Regions from separate parts of the Rattus norvegicus genome. Here region 2 is linked to region 1. A link is a contact called in public Hi-C data. All regions are on one chromosome and are shown on one strand. The core of a region is the stretch at or near the end of the contact, and the rest is flanking DNA. Distances in the headings are between cores, read along the strand shown. Region 1 has its middle 7.2 kb from the start of Ccn6. Region 2 overlaps Fyn (FYN proto-oncogene, Src family tyrosine kinase).

What was found. Hi-C and Micro-C count contacts between places; a contact is called where the count stands out from the background.
Region 2: a Hi-C map of liver shows a contact between it and region 1, with 5 times the contacts expected there. The contact joins two enhancer-like sites.

Annotation. Positions count from the first base shown.
Region 1 is chr20:44,144,990-44,148,984 of GRCr8, forward strand. No RefSeq gene overlaps it. Among named protein-coding and RNA genes, the nearest start is that of Ccn6, 7.2 kb to the left of the region's middle. Within about 2 kb of position 2,007, at least 75 of the 93 cell types and tissues checked have an H3K27ac peak or open chromatin away from gene starts, as enhancers often do. A contact at or near this core is called in liver, where this site is marked.
Region 2 is chr20:44,368,985-44,372,979 of GRCr8, forward strand. All of the region lies in intron 2 of Fyn (FYN proto-oncogene, Src family tyrosine kinase), which reads left to right. Among named protein-coding and RNA genes, the nearest start is that of Fyn, 48 kb to the left of the region's middle. Within about 2 kb of position 1,662, at least 15 of the 93 cell types and tissues checked have an H3K27ac peak or open chromatin away from gene starts, as enhancers often do. A contact at or near this core is called in liver, where this site is marked.

The sequences.
Region 1 (3,995 bases), core at 757-3,256:
TTGTTTTGTTTTTGTTTTTGTTTTTGTTTTTTTAATAATGCGTCTATGGAGGTGTGTGGGAGTATATGAGTGCAGTGCCCATGGAGGACAGAAGAGGGCGCTCACAGCTAACTGCCTCAAGCGGTCTAACCATAGCTACCAACCTTTGTAAATCCTGTAAATTCTGTTTATCAGGAGGGCTATCGGCCTTGGCTAACAAGATGAAAGGTAACGATCATGGCAGGATGCCCAATGAGATGCTTTAACGTATATACGGCATGCTTATACTAAGCAATTGTTGGGTTTTAACCTGAAATTCAAATTCGGCCGTGTATGCTTGCATAGGGTTTCCTATTAGCCTGGACCACGTAGAAAACAGACTATTTCAAAACAGCAGGTGTGCTAGCTAGTTTTACGTCAGTTTGGGGCAATTGGAGAGGTAAAACTGAAAAACCTCCAACATAAGCTGGGGCTGTGAGCAAGGCTGTAGGGCATTTTCTTAATTAGTGAGTAATGGGGGAGGGCCCGGCCCATTTGTGGGCGGTGCCATCCCTGAGCTGGGTGGTCCTGGGTGCTATACGAAAGCAGACTGAGCAAGCCACAGGGAACAAGTCAGTAAGCCTCCGCTCCGCTACGGTCTTTGCATTAGCTTCGGCCTCCAGGTTTCTACTCTGCTGGATTTTTTTTTTTGTCCTGTTCCACAATGAACAGTCGTGGGCTTGTAAACTAAATAAACCCTTTTCTTCCCTAGTTGCTTTAGTCATGGTGTTTCATCACAGCAACAGAAACCCTAACGAATGAACAATATGAGCCAACTAGACCCCCCAGAGCTCCCAGGGACTAAGCCACTAACCAAAGAGTACACATGGAGGGACCCATGGCTCCAGCCGCATATGTAGCAGAGGATGGACTTGTCCGGCATTAGTGGGAGGAGAAGCCCTTAGTCCTGTGAAGGCTCAGTTCCCCAGTGTAAGGGAATGCCAGGGCGGTGAAGTGGGAGTGGGTGGGTGGGAGGGGGAGCATCCTCATAGAAGCAGGAGGAAGGGATTGGGAGAAGGGGGAACCGGGAAAGGGGATAACACTTGAAATGTAAATACATAGTATATCCAATAAAAATGCCAAAAAAAAAAAAAAGCCCTCAAGACTGTAGCATAAAACATAAAACGTCTATATTTCATGTGATGGTGGGCATTAGGAGCTTCTAGTCTTCGTGTTAATTTTCACAAGCAAACAGACACACAATTTATTTTTCCTTTGTCCTCTTAAATGAGATCAGCTGTTGAAAACTCCCTTCACCCACGCAGCTCTCAAGCTGTTTCCGGACTTTCCAGCTCAAAGTTGCATTGGACCCTGGCGGTCGCTAGATGGCGCACCGGGTCAACGTTCCAGCCGAAGGCTCTTGATGGTCGCTGCCAGGGAAGAAAGGAGGCGCGTGTTTGCCGCAGAGCCTTGCATTATTGATCTCCGCTGCCGCAGAGGTGGGAGGAGCCCGCCGCCATCTCGCCGAGCCTCCTGCAGTAGCGCTAGGATGGTTGGTACAGGAGGCTTTTCCATCCCTACAAAAAGTCCTTGGCTGGGTGGACAACGAGCATTTCCCGGTCGCAAGCATTCGGCTTTTTCATTCCATAGCAAGATCAGATTCCTCCGTGGTGAGAATCCTTTTATTTCACCCGGCACTCTGAACAGCGGTTGTAGCTTTTGGAATCTTTAAATTCTTTAAATCCTCATTTGTTTTTAATACTCGACAGAATAGTGATACATAATTTACCAGCAGGAGAAAGACAATGAGATTAGTGGAGCAGGATGGGGTGGGGTCCAGCTCTCCTTTTAGTTTTCCGATCACAGAACATGCTTATATAGAAAAACGGAAGTACTCTTCACATAAAATGGTCTCGTGTCGATTTAACCACAGCCAAGTGTTCGCCAATCAATGTCACCGGAAATTTGCACAATTGGACAGACAGAGATGCTCTGACATTCAACCGTGGGTGGGGCTTCCACGTGATCTCTGCGGCGGCGCCTCGCCCTTCTGACCAGTAGAGGGCGACACGATCGATCAAGTGGGAATCTCAGACAATGCAAAAACACTTCAGAGTAAACAGCAAATGTGTTAACGCAGCAGTCCTTTTATTTGGTCAGTGTGTTCTTTGACTACAGATTTGCAGATTAGAATGTTATATTGTTCCCTTTCTTTGCCAGTCAGACATAGGAGGCATCTTTACGGCGTCTCGTTTGCCTTCTCCTACATGAAATACGTATAAATACAGTCCAAAGCAACTCGGCTCACAAATTCTAGAGCTTTTGCGCTTACAACCTTCAAATATAACTCGCCATCTTCCCCTGACTTCTCCTCCCTGAGGCTTCCAAAGCACTGCACAGACTTTCACCGGAAACACGGCTTCCTTTGCTTTGAAGTAGATCCTAACTTAACTCGTTCTTGTCTACAACAGGACTGACAGAGCCCTCCACAAATGATTCCCCAAATAAGCCGGAGTCAAGATTTCAACGTGGAAAGCATGTTTCAGTTCTGGATGTGGCTACTAAAATGCCATTTGAGTGCTGGGTGGACCTATCCCAGCGTCTCAAGACTTTATATCCAACCTTAGTATACATAGCTGCAGTAACCAAGAATTTTCAGTCTTAGGCTTAACTATCCAGATATGTTTAGAATCCTTTAAATCAAGTCACCTGTGCTCCCAGGTCCCCCTTCTGACCTGAAAGCAGCCATTCCCAGGCTCCTCCTTCATCTTGGTTAGGATTCCGGGTTCGGCAGCCTGCAGGCCACATTGTCCTCCCTTCTATGGTTCCCTTGAAGCCTAGAGACTCCAAAAAGACTTCCTTTCCTCCCACTCTAGGACAGAACTCACCGGGAACCCTGTCAGACTACAGGACATCCTCCTGTCCCCAGTAGAAGCAAAGGAGTCCAGAAACTGGGTGTGTAGGTTGACATCGAATGAAGTAAACTTCGTCCCAGGGAGAACAAGATAGTGTTAAAGAACCGAGTGCCGCTGTGGTGAGAGCCTGGCATTTCTGGAAGGTTAGGAAAAGGAGAGACAGCCGGGTTCCCACGGCGGAGACCATGGGAACTCCCTTTTGGGGGATCGTGAAGCTTTTCTCTGCTTAACACCTCACTCTGTTTACCAGCACCCCCAGTCTGTAGGGTTTCTCCAGTCTGCCTCTAGCCAAACGAGTGCGTAAAAATTTCACTTCCAGAAATAAATGTCAGCCCCAGCCCCAGAAGCTGCTATTGCGGTTGCCTTTTGCTCACCATCAGAGAAATAACGCCAAGGTCACGTGGTACAGATGTTGGTCTTGAGGAAGCTCGCATGGGAGCTTGTCAGGAAGCGATCAAGAGGAAGCACCACTGTGGGAAAGAGAGCTGGCTCTGCAGCCCCTGGGAGCAGGAGAGCCACTGCAGGTCAAGGGGCCACTTCTGCCACACAGCCAGCTCCTTTCTCAGGCTCTCTCACCCTGGTTAGGCTCAGTGACATCCCTAGACGGCAAAGCAATGCAAAGTGGCTGGGATATTCTATAATACGGAATGCGAGTGTGCCCTGGGGCACCGAACACGTGACTGGCATGAATGAAGAAAGGACACTTTAATTGTGTTCAGTTCAGTTCTTTGAATTGAAGTGGCCGCATGTAGCTAGAGGCTACCGAGCTGGACAGCATAACTCTGGAGTCGTTCTTTTGTTTCTTTGTTTGTTTGTTTTTCTTTTTTGACCAATGAATTTTATATCCTCTATTTTATGATTATTATAAGACAGTCTGCTGACAAAGAATAAAGAGAAAGAAAGAGAGAGGAAAAGAAAAAGGGCACACAGCATGAAAAAACGGTGAACTGATCTGATCTGATTTTATTTTTTTAAGGACAGTGATCGGAGGAGGCAATATGTGAAAGAGAACAGGAATCAGGAGCTCGCAGTGCATAGAATGGGCAAGTCACTGACTTTGAAAGTTCAATACTTCTAGAAATTTCTGCAAAGCAAGGTAAACAAAGGAGGCATGCCTGAGGC
Region 2 (3,995 bases), core at 412-2,911, 220 kb after region 1:
CATGGCTGACGGCTGTGTTCTTAGGGTCTCTTCTAAATTATCACACGGAATGTAGTCCTTACAGAGACGTGCCATGGCGGGGTGATGGCATCTTAACTGATGTAACCTGACCAGTTCCGCGTGGTAGGGAAAATGCTGGAATGGGACCCCAGCTCCCTGATCCTAAAGTCATCCATCTTTCTTCTTTATGATGCTGCCTCTGAATAGCACAGGCCTTCGATACTCCACATTCCTTCAGTTGCCAGATCAAAATCCTAACTGTTTGTCGTTAGCATTGATTCAGCTGAATTCATTTTGCCATACATCTTGGAAGCGTAGTAGGTAAGTTAAAAACAAAAGCCTATGGGAAAACCTTAGGAAGTAGAACTTCCGTTTGAAAATGCAGTCCAAAGAGATCCTAGCAAGCTCTGTGGAACCCTATTCCAACAAATCAGGGGCGACGGCTCTTTCTGCCCGTCAACACTACCGACGGTGTTAATGGCAGGTCCGGACCTCTAAGGAAGTGCTTGCGGTGCAGAGAAAACGACAGGCAGTTCCTGGACGTACGCATGGGAGGCTTAAGTCTCAGGCAAACTCTCTGTACTTGTGACTTGGTAGGACTAAGATAGGAGTGAGAGTCCTCAGCTGAAGTGGCACCAGGGTGCCCTTGGTGGCAGCACCGTGGCTGAAAGCTGGTGTTGACCGGCCAGGGAGTGCTGGTGGGGAGAGAATCCCAAATGGAAAAAGGAAGAAAGCCTAGAGAAGAAAATACCCAGAGCAGACAGCAAGAGAAACCCAGCATAGTGAGTGGGAAGCAAGACAGAGGTGAGGCAGGTGAGGCAGGTGAGGCAGGGGGATGACCCAGGACAGGTCTGAGTGTGAGGTGAAGATAGGGTGACACAGGGATGCCTGGCACACAGGCAAGGCGAGGATGTCGGGCAGCCATGTCCCCAGAAAATAGGGCAGCCTCTGTTCTCTTCACGGTCGCCCTCTGGGATCTCATACAGACTTCACTAGACAGTCCTGCCCTGGTGTGCAGAGAGATGCTCTCCCACAGGCCTGAGACTGTGCTCGCTGCCCCAGAAGTAAGGTCATTTGGAAGTAAGCACACTCATGTATCATGATCCAGATTTGTCCCCTGATACGCCCTGAAGACCAGAGGGAAGTGTGGTGAGGTCCAGCGGTGACAGCTCACGGTGATGTCAGCCCAGGGGCCGTCAGTAAACACACATCTTAAGCCAGAACTCCTTCCATTTTCCAGCGTTTGCAGTGAAGACCTTAAAGACCATACCCTTACACGAGAGTCTCAGCTCTTTGGAAGCATGGCACTGTGTGCTTGCTTCCAGGTCCTGAGGCACGGAGAGCGAGCGAGCGAGCGAGCGAGTGAGCGAGTTGAGCGAGTGAGCGATATGCTGAGCTGATTAAAAATAGCATTCTAATGAAATTGTTGGGTGTGTCGTAGTCAGCTACAAATGGGAAGTTGTTTCCTGAGGAAGTTTGATAAACTGAAAGTTAGCTTCAAGGTACAGACATTTGTGTGGGGGATTTTGCTGCCCCTCCTTAGGCTTCCCTTTAAATCTTTTGCTAGTTAATTGTGAGTCCCACCCAGACACATATTTTAACAGCTACGACAGACCCCAGCTGTCCGTTACGGTAGCATGATGTAAGAGGTCAGAGCTTCTGAGGGTAGCATCCGGAAAGGAAGAGGAGGGGACTTTTTAATTCAGATGTTGCGCGTGTTTAAAGGGATGGAAGGGCACTGTTAGAGGTTTTCCTTCCTAAGACGGGAAGAGGGAGGAAGAACATACTTTTCGATTTGACATTTTCTCCTCAGTCCCCAGCCCTTAGGTTGTCTCAATGCTGAGGTAGCTCTCAGACGTGTTTTTATTTTGCTAGAGTGGTTTTTGCCATCATTTAAAAATCATGGCATTTCATATTGAAATAATCTAGATTTATGTCCTCTGTTTTAAAAGAGGGTGATTCGCCATTTCGGAGCCAGTCTCTTGGCTGTCTCCCCACAGAGGGTTCCTGGGTTCTGCCTCCTCCCTCTGGCCACAAGTGTTGGCTGTCATTCACAAACGCACTAAGATTAGTTTTGTTATGAACATGAAACAGGCAGAGACGGGGGCCTGGTTTCCCTTGTCCCCAGTTCCCCTGGCTCGAGATATCACCGGTCCTGTGGCGTTGGATTGTTTCACCCTGCTGCAGTCACAGTGACACAGCCGTGTCCCAGAGCGTAGGTGAGGAGCTGCACTCAGAGATGGTCTGCCCCGTCTGCTGCCGTGCCCGGCATGGCCTCTTCTGCTCCCAGCGGCCCCTCCTCTGCTACATCGTCTGTCTCTTCTGCTTTGCCGCCTCCTCCACTGTCCGTTTCAATGATTAATTTTCACCATTATTCAAGTATCACACCCCAAACTTAACTTTTAAAATCTTTAAAAAGTAATATAGCAAATAATTTTTCAAATATTTAAGAAAAACTTTAAAAAATAATTTAGCCAAAAGACAGTCCTTTTTAAAAGCACCTTTGATGGCTGGAGTGATGGCTCAGCAGGTAAGGGTACTTCTGCTCTTGCAGAGAGAGGACCTAGGTTCAGGTCATAGCACCCACCTAGCAGCTGTCCCCTGCCTGTTACTCCAGTTCCAAAGAACCCAACACCCTCCTCAGGCTTCCTTAGGGACCAGGCAGGCACGCGATGCCCAGGCACGATACTCATAGACATGAGATAAATTAAGACCGTCTCCCTACTCCCTTTTGTGGAGTTAACCGTGATTAACCCCTGGATGTGTTTTCTTCTCCTGACCCTTTCTATGTAATATAGTTTGTGGTCGTTTAACATAAGCAGGGTCGTGTTATGGTGCAGCGTTCCCGCCCTGGCTGGCATAAATAAATGTCTGCCTCGTGCACCTTATCCTCGTGCACCAGCACCGAGTGTCGAGATTCCCCAGCATGGCAGTTTTGTAATTACACTACTTAGCATGTTGTTGCCTTTAAGGTCATGCATCTGTTTTTCATAGGACCGTGAGCTCTTTGAAACAGAGCCTATCTCCCTCTGTCACAGTACCTGTCGGTGTCTGTTCACGCAGTCAGCAAGGAAAAGTGCTGGGTTTGCCCCTTCAGTAAAGCCATTCTAATTTAGCTGTGTATATGATATTCATGTAGTAATTTAAATCCAAATTTAAATATCCTAAGCTCCATAGTCAACATACCAGTGTATTTATTTTAAGTTACGTTAGCCTGCTTCTCAGATCCTTTCCTCACGGTTTTGAATTAGTTTCGCCTTCCTCAGGAGCCAATGGCAGCCCGAAAGCATCTGCTTTCAGAAGAGAACTTTACATGTTGCTTGTTCTGGCCGTAAGAGGTATTGATATCTGGCAGTTCGGTTTTGAATATCTTAGACAGATTTATAGTTTGGTATCTTGCCAAAACAGATAGTATTTGGTCTGCACTCCATTCGTTGTAAAAGTCTCATCTGTCTTTAAAGAGGGTGTAAGGGCACCATGGCTGGACAAACAGAGCTTCCCGTAGAACAACACCTCTTCAGGAGGAAGTCACTGAGGCTCATGAAGCAAGCCTTGTCACATCCAATTTCAGTCCTTTCATTTAGTGTCCTGCTGCTGTTACTAACCCTGATTAAAGAAGACACCAGTGGAAACGTCTGTCACCTGATAGCTGTGGGATGCCTTCTCGGTTCCAGTCATGCTCGTGCAATGGTCCTGGGTTTATGGGCTGGAGAGAGTAGGTCTGGCTGTTCAGAGTCGATCCGTAGGCTGTTTTTCTTAGAAGTGGATGAGTTTCTTTTCTCCCAGGGTGAAATGAGACCTTTAAATAGTCGAAAAAGCTCTCATCACCAGACCAAGGGTGAGTGTGTGGGGGGGATGTTTTAAAATTTACTCATGTATTTGAGAAAGTGGGGAAGGTGGGACTGTTACCAGGATTGTGTTGGAATCATTGATCGTGTAATTTCCTACTTAGACAAATTTAAAATACAAGTAAAGAAGCACAAATTTGACAGTAA